2 separate regions of the Mus musculus genome follow, and region 2 is linked to region 1. The links are chromatin contacts, called in public Hi-C maps. All regions are on one chromosome and are shown on one strand. The core of a region is the stretch at or near the end of the contact, and the rest is flanking DNA. Distances in the headings are between cores, read along the strand shown. Region 1 has its middle 82 kb from the start of Gm46300. Region 2 has its middle 10 kb from the start of Gm30158.

Region 1 (3,356 bases), core at 518-3,017:
ATATACAGTATAAGTAGTATATGTATTTATATGTATATACATATGTAAGTACATTTGTACTAGCACATATTAGTATTAGTGTATTTATGTTATATACATAAATGTGTATATATGTACTTATATATGATCAGTAGATATAGTAACTAAATTACTCAAAGTCTATACACATATTTTGACCTATGAGTCAGACCATATTGTATCCTATGTAAATGAAGGAGGAAGTAGAACACATAGGAAGATGCCTCTAAATTTGGGGCTTAGCATGAGAGACTCCATATGTGCGGAGGCCTGTGGAAATGTCCTGAAGGTTGGTTGATGGTTTATGGCACTGTGGAGGTGATTCAAACGTTAGGGGGTTGGACTATGTAAGAGGGGGATGGCAGGACCTCAGCCTTTCTCCTTCTCTCTTTGCTTCCTGGCTGTCATTAGAGGGCAGCTTTGCTCTTTCGGGTGATTCCTGACATGGTGTCCTGCCTTCCCACAGGCCCAAAGCAGCTGGGTCATGTGACTGTGGGCTATTCCTCTGAAAGCAGGAGACGAAGCATTTGTTCCGCTTCAGAAGTTGACTATCTCAGGTGTTCTCACTTAACAATTTTAAAACTGACTAACACGGGTTTTGTTTGTTTGTTTGTTTTAGTTCTCTATAAGAGGTATTTGATTGAACAGATAATGGAAAATGATGTCAATTTGACTTCCTTTCTTTCTCAGATTCTCTAGGTATGTATGTGCATAGGTATGCATGCACGTGTGTGTGTGTGAATGCGGTTTTTATGTATGTGTGTGTTTGTATGTTCACATATGTACACACGTGTGGAGACGAAGAGTTGCAAATGTGTGGAGGTCAGAAGTCAATATTAAGTATCCTTTGTTATCAGTCTTCACCTTATTTTTTTGTGACAGGTTTTCTTACTTGACCTGGGACTTAGCATTTCATCTGGTCAGTGAGCCTCAGATACCCTCCATCTCTTCTCCTGGGTGCTGGCCAGATTCCTCCCATTGATTCTCTCTGTGATCAGATTATAGACATGTATTCCCATACCTGAGTTTTACGTAGTTATTGAGGATCTGAACTAATTTTTCATGCTGCTCCCCAGTCACTTGACCCATGGATCCACCTCCCCAGCCCCTATAGGTCTTGTATTTAGTGACATGAAAATAAACCCCAAAGCATCTCTGGCATTATACTAAAGCTGTAGCCTATACTGCCTTTTACCACCCAGCCTTAGACCTATCCCACCACTATAGGAGACTTAGCTCACTGTTCACATCTGTGGAGGAAAATGCTGATCTCTTTGGAAAGGCAATCTGTGCCTGCAAAGGCAGGATTTTTCTTCTATCTAGTCTGATGGGATTTTTCTTTTACCTAGTCTGGTGGCAGTCTCAGGTTTACACTTCCACTTCTGAATGGGAGAACATTTGGGGCTTGCAGTGGATGGTTAGATTATCTCCTTGTAAAAGGAACAGGCCACAGAAAACTCAGAATTACACATCAAGGAATATGTTATGTCATAGCTGGGGACATCCAGAAGGGCCTGAGGATGCATCCACCACTGTCTCAACCATGCCACCACTGGGTCCCTGAAACAATGAGACCCCTGTTTTTGTTTGATGACATTCAGATATTCCCACTCACTTCCCTTTGATTCCTCAAAGACTCCTCCCCTTATCGATTCTGGCTTGCCTCATTATATTCCCCAGATTATGTGTCACCCTGAGAGCTCAGCCATGACACAGCCATGCAGACACTTTGAAGGGATGGCTTGGCTCTGCTCCCCTTGGCAGGTTGCAGCCATGTACCAGGAGAACAACAGCTCTCAGTAACAGCTGCGACTCAGCCTGGGTCTGGAATGTGAAGACACTTGGGATGGTCAGAAGCCAGAAGTCCCACAGCCCTCAGATGACACAGGGAAATAAATACGCGTTGCCTTAAGCCACTAACACATTGGAGTTGTTTATTGCCACAGGAGAGGCTGACTAATTTTAGAACCCAGTGTCCTTCCGTGTCTCCATTCTTGTCCCTGTCAGTGAGGCTCCTTGCTAAAGCTCATTTTCCTTGCGGTTGGAGAAAGGCTGTGGCAGATTCAAGTCACCTCCAGATGTGACAACAGCCAGAGGCAGAAAAGGGGCCACCTCATTCTGTGTTTGCTTAAGTCCAGAGACGCACTCTGCAGAAGTCCCGTGGGTCTTCTGCTGGTGTCATGGTAGTGAGAAATGGATCCCAGGTCTGTTCTTGAGGCTTCATCATTGGCAGGGAGTACAGTGTCAATGACTGATCCATGTCAATCAGGGCCAATCCCTGGGGGCAGCAGGAGTAGCCAAGCCCGTTCTAAAATCACATCTATGGGGTGGGATGGGGGTGGCAATTGTTATATACCTAATCAAAACCAGATCTTTGAAGAGGAGGAAAATGAATGTTGACAAGCAAGTCTGGTGTTTTCTACACCCATTTCTGTGACTTCCTGGGGTTTTTCCTTTCCTCTTGGTTCCCTGAGGCCTCCTGTCACTCCCTCCTTTTCTCTTCTCCTCCCCTCCCCTCCTCTCCCCTCCCCTCTCCTCTCCTCTTCCCTCCCCTCCCCTCTCCTCCTCTCTCTTCCCTTTCCTTTCCTTTCCCTTCCCTTCCCTTTCCCTTTCCCTTTCCCTTTCCCTTTCCCTTTCCCTTTCCCTTTCCCTTTCCCTTTCCCTTTCCCTTTCCCTTTCCCTTTCCCTTTCCCTTTCCCTTTCCCTTTCCCTTTCCCTTTCCCTTTCCCTTTCCCTTTCCTTTCCTTTCCTTTCCTTTCCTTCCCTTCTATTCCCTCCCTTCCTCCTTCCTTTCCTCTCTCCCTTTCTTTGTGTGCGTGTGCAGGTACATGCGTGTGCACGTGCTTGTATGCACATAGAGGCCACAGCTCAACCCCAGGTGTCATTACTCATAGTCACCCCCCTTGTTTCTTTGTGAGATAAGTTCTCACACTAGGACTTGTTTATCATCAATCAGTCTGCACCTGTTCCTGCCTCCCCAGCTCTAGGATACAAGCAAGTGCCGCCACACCCAGCCTTTACCTCGGTTCAGGTACTTGTGTCCCCATGGCAGCACTTTGCAAGCTGAGCCATCTCTCTGGCTTTTTTCTTTCCATTTGCTTTTTGTTGCTCTCATATCCCCCACTGCCCCCACGACTCCTTTAAAGCATGAGATATTCATGGGTGGTAGACTATGGTGAAAGTCTTACAGAAGAAAATCATTCTATTTTTCATTTTAAGACTGGAAAGAATCAAGTTACTGTGTAGAATGGGTAATACCTGTAGTTCCAGTCCCTGAGCAATCCTTAGTGCAGGCAAACCCAGAACTTCTCAGATGAACCCCTGAGAATCCCCGGGTG
Region 2 (3,356 bases), core at 535-3,034, 890 kb after region 1:
AGGTAACTGCTATATCCACTCCAGTAGTGACATGCGTGACAGGCCCCAGAAACCTGGCCACTGTCCCATGGCGAAAAGTTCACGGAAACTTAGTCTCCTGGAAATTTGGCATGCCCATAGCTAGAATGTCTCGGATTTGTCCCTGAGATAGTATGGAGGGTCTTGCATACTCTCTTACAGTATGGGCAAGCTTAGCAAAGTATACTTAGAATCTTCATTACAGTCAAGTATGGCAGACTACATTACTTATTAGTAGAAAGTACCCCCCCCCCACACACACAATCACTTAGAATAATAGCCAAGCTACTCCCATATGCAAGAATTTACATATGGAAATTCTAGGAAGAAGGAAGGTTGTGGTCTAAGGAGGAACCAGAGTAGATACTTAGAACTATAGATAGCTGAGTTACACTCCTACACAGGAATTTACAATGCCCTAGGGGGAAGGTGGACTATACAATAGACTAGAATTGGAACTATGGCAAGGGCATGAAGCCCTTGTCCCTGACTTCTAAGATTAAGCTGACCTTAGATGGGGTTGCTTTCGATCCCAGTTGTTAACATTGATTTTTATCCCACTTGGTTCATGTTAGCTTTTTGTATGCATTCCTCTGTTTTGTGAAAAAGTCACTTATAAGACTGGTGCTCACTTTGAGACAAATTACATTCAGATACACACTCTCTCTGGGTCTGTATTTGTTTGTCATTTCTCGCCAACTCCATTGCCCACCTGTCTGGAACTCCGAGTTCCGGAGCACGGATTGAGGGGAGCCCGACTGAGGTCAGTCCGCAGCAAATTACTAATTTGTAATATTTGTGAATTTCTGCAATAGAATGATCTTCCTTTCTTTATTACCAGTCTGTCTACTTCTTTATACTGAAGCTCTTTCAGGTTGGACTGATGTCTTAACTAATTGCATTTTGGACTGTGAGTTATTGGCCAAAATATAGCAATCCAACCAACCATTCAGAAGTTTCTGTTTGTATCATCTAGACAGGCATTTTTAAAACTGAGACTCCAAGTGACTTTTCTCCAGCATTTAGCAATAGTTGTTCTACTAGAGTAGGCATTCTAGAATTTTCCACAGAGGGTGCTAATTAAAAGAAGAGTCCCCCAGTGGCCTTCAGACATCCACGGATGGATCATCGGGCCACATCAGGCTTTCAATGTCTCTCGTTTCTTTTCCTAACCTATGGGGCTTCCATGAGACATACTGCATGGATTTTTCTGTTTTTTTCAAAATCTGACACAGAACCAAGTGTAACTTTACTCGATACTCCAGCGAAATGGAATGAGCAAATTACGAGGTGAACTTTGACCTTGCCTAGCTTAGTGTTTTGCATGTTGAATTCATCAAACAACTGCAGCTTCTACTCGGTTTTGCTTTTTTGTGCGTAGTGAGGGAAAGTTTAGTATCTTGTTAATCAACAAAATCATTTTAGGTAACGACCCTGGGCAAGTGAATAAGGCGGTAAACTTCATTTCAACACGACTATCTTTGTCGCCTGGATAATTTCAATGTTTCTCCAATATGAATATATTATATGCTTTCAAAATAAAGGTGAAGCCGACTACTGTGGATTGAGCTTGCAGAGTCGCACCCCCCCCACCCCCCCCCCACCCCACCCCCGCAGGACTGACCACTCGCAGTTCGTTTGTCCAAAGTTAAACTTAATCTTCTCGTTTTCTGTGTCCAATCTGACTGGACCAGTATCACTAGTTTCCCAGGAAACCTTGAAAGCTAATCTTTACATAACTGCCTGTGCCCACTGTTGGAATCCAGCCACTGCTGGGGACAGGCATAGCAGCTGCTCCTCTGCCTCATAGCAACACTTCACAACAGCGTGGGAGGAATACAAAGAAGAGCAATATCCCGAAATTAAACTGCCCTGGGGAGGGTGAGGGACGGGGCAGAAGATAACAGTCAACAGACTTGCTCTGAAGGAAAAAAAGGGTGAATTTTTAATGAACAGAGAGAAGCAGTCTTTGGTTTCATCGTCTGCTACAAAAGCTAGGATGCATATTTAAATACCATCCTGTCAGATCTTTCGTTTTAAACACACTACCAGAAAAGTAATTATATTTTTAATTGGACGGCTTTTATTTCGGGACGAAGCAATAAAATAGACCACTAACCGCAAAGAATAAAAGTCACTGCGTTATGCTTTTGCATAATTTCTATTTCTCCCCAAAGTCTATGACATTTCAGTCAACCATCGCTTGTCTAGCATTGCCAAAACAGAAATGATAATAAAGACGCTCTGGTCTCTCTTTAACACAGAAAGAAGAAATGCATTATATTAGTAGCAACCGTAATTTGAACCACGATTCACAAAACATGGGTTAGAAATAAGACCAGTAAAGTCAAACTTTCATGTAAAAGGGAAACAGAATAAACAGAATTGAGAGCTGTGGGAGGTGCTGTCGTTCGTCTTGCATTAATGCTCCTACATAAGTGGACAAAAAGGAGATTGATCGATCGTCTATTGAGCCCCGAGATCTCCACACCCAGAATATTGCCTACAACTTCCCATAAGGGAGGGCATGCTTTCCCCCCCAGCACAATGGCGCCACCTGTTGGCCAAACCAATTAGACGTGCTTTCATTTGTTTTGGGTGTTCTGGTCCACCTGAAATAAGCCACTGCTATCCTACCGGAACTCCCTTATGGGATGTGGATTCTAAGAGACTCTCATCTCATGTACAAATAATAAATTTTATTAAACAAATACTGGGGCAGGAGCCATGATTTGTGGGGACCCAACAAAAGTTGAAAATTGAAACCCATACTTGTGAGAGCCAAAAGTGACATTCAGGTACTTGCACACAAAACATTTCCTTTCTTTTGCTCAGCGGCATCTTGTAACGTGTCAGTGTCTTTTGTTAGCTTGGTGCCATTTATTTTCTATAATTCTAGTTTTAATAAGTTACCATGTATAATTATCATGAATTCTCTGATCTACTGTGTTTTGCAAAGCCGATTTACAAAGTGAGAGAACAGTTCACTCATGATTCTAAATCCCTGGATTTCCTCCTCTAATTGATTATTTAGAAGTAAAATAAAAAAATTAAAAGAGTTTTCATTCTGTTAAAAGGGTTTTTTTTTAAGTAAAAGAAAGAATGAAAAGAAGCTGAAGTATGATTGTGTTCCATCTCTGTGGTAGATTTCAGAATTACTGGTTATCTGATATGTGGAAAAAAGAAATGCCCAAGAAAATCTGGGATATGAATGTTTGTCCTCTGTGTTTTCTAGAATGTCATAATTTTTTTTTCCTGCACTAGTTAACAACTTCTGGCTTTAATGGAAATTTGGACTTTAAGACTGTAGGAATATCCATCCAACCCTCTACTTCTTG

What was found. Hi-C and Micro-C count contacts between places; a contact is called where the count stands out from the background.
Region 2: a Hi-C map of myocytes shows a contact between it and region 1, with 2.8 times the contacts expected there. The contact joins two enhancer-like sites. A contact is called at or near these places in 2 of 484 Hi-C or Micro-C datasets (bone marrow-derived macrophages and myocytes) and 2 of 115 datasets of contacts at active chromatin or transcription factors (acute myeloid leukemia and embryonic basal ganglia).

Annotation. Positions count from the first base shown.
Region 1 is chr11:110,631,729-110,635,084 of GRCm38.p6, forward strand. No RefSeq gene overlaps it. Among named protein-coding and RNA genes, the nearest start is that of Gm46300, 82 kb to the left of the region's middle. Within about 2 kb of position 1,768, at least 12 of the 459 cell types and tissues checked have an H3K27ac peak or open chromatin away from gene starts, as enhancers often do. A contact at or near this core is called in myocytes, where this site is marked.
Region 2 is chr11:111,521,102-111,524,457 of GRCm38.p6, forward strand. No RefSeq gene overlaps it. Among named protein-coding and RNA genes, the nearest start is that of Gm30158, 10 kb to the left of the region's middle. Within about 2 kb of position 1,785, at least 37 of the 459 cell types and tissues checked have an H3K27ac peak or open chromatin away from gene starts, as enhancers often do. A contact at or near this core is called in myocytes, where this site is marked.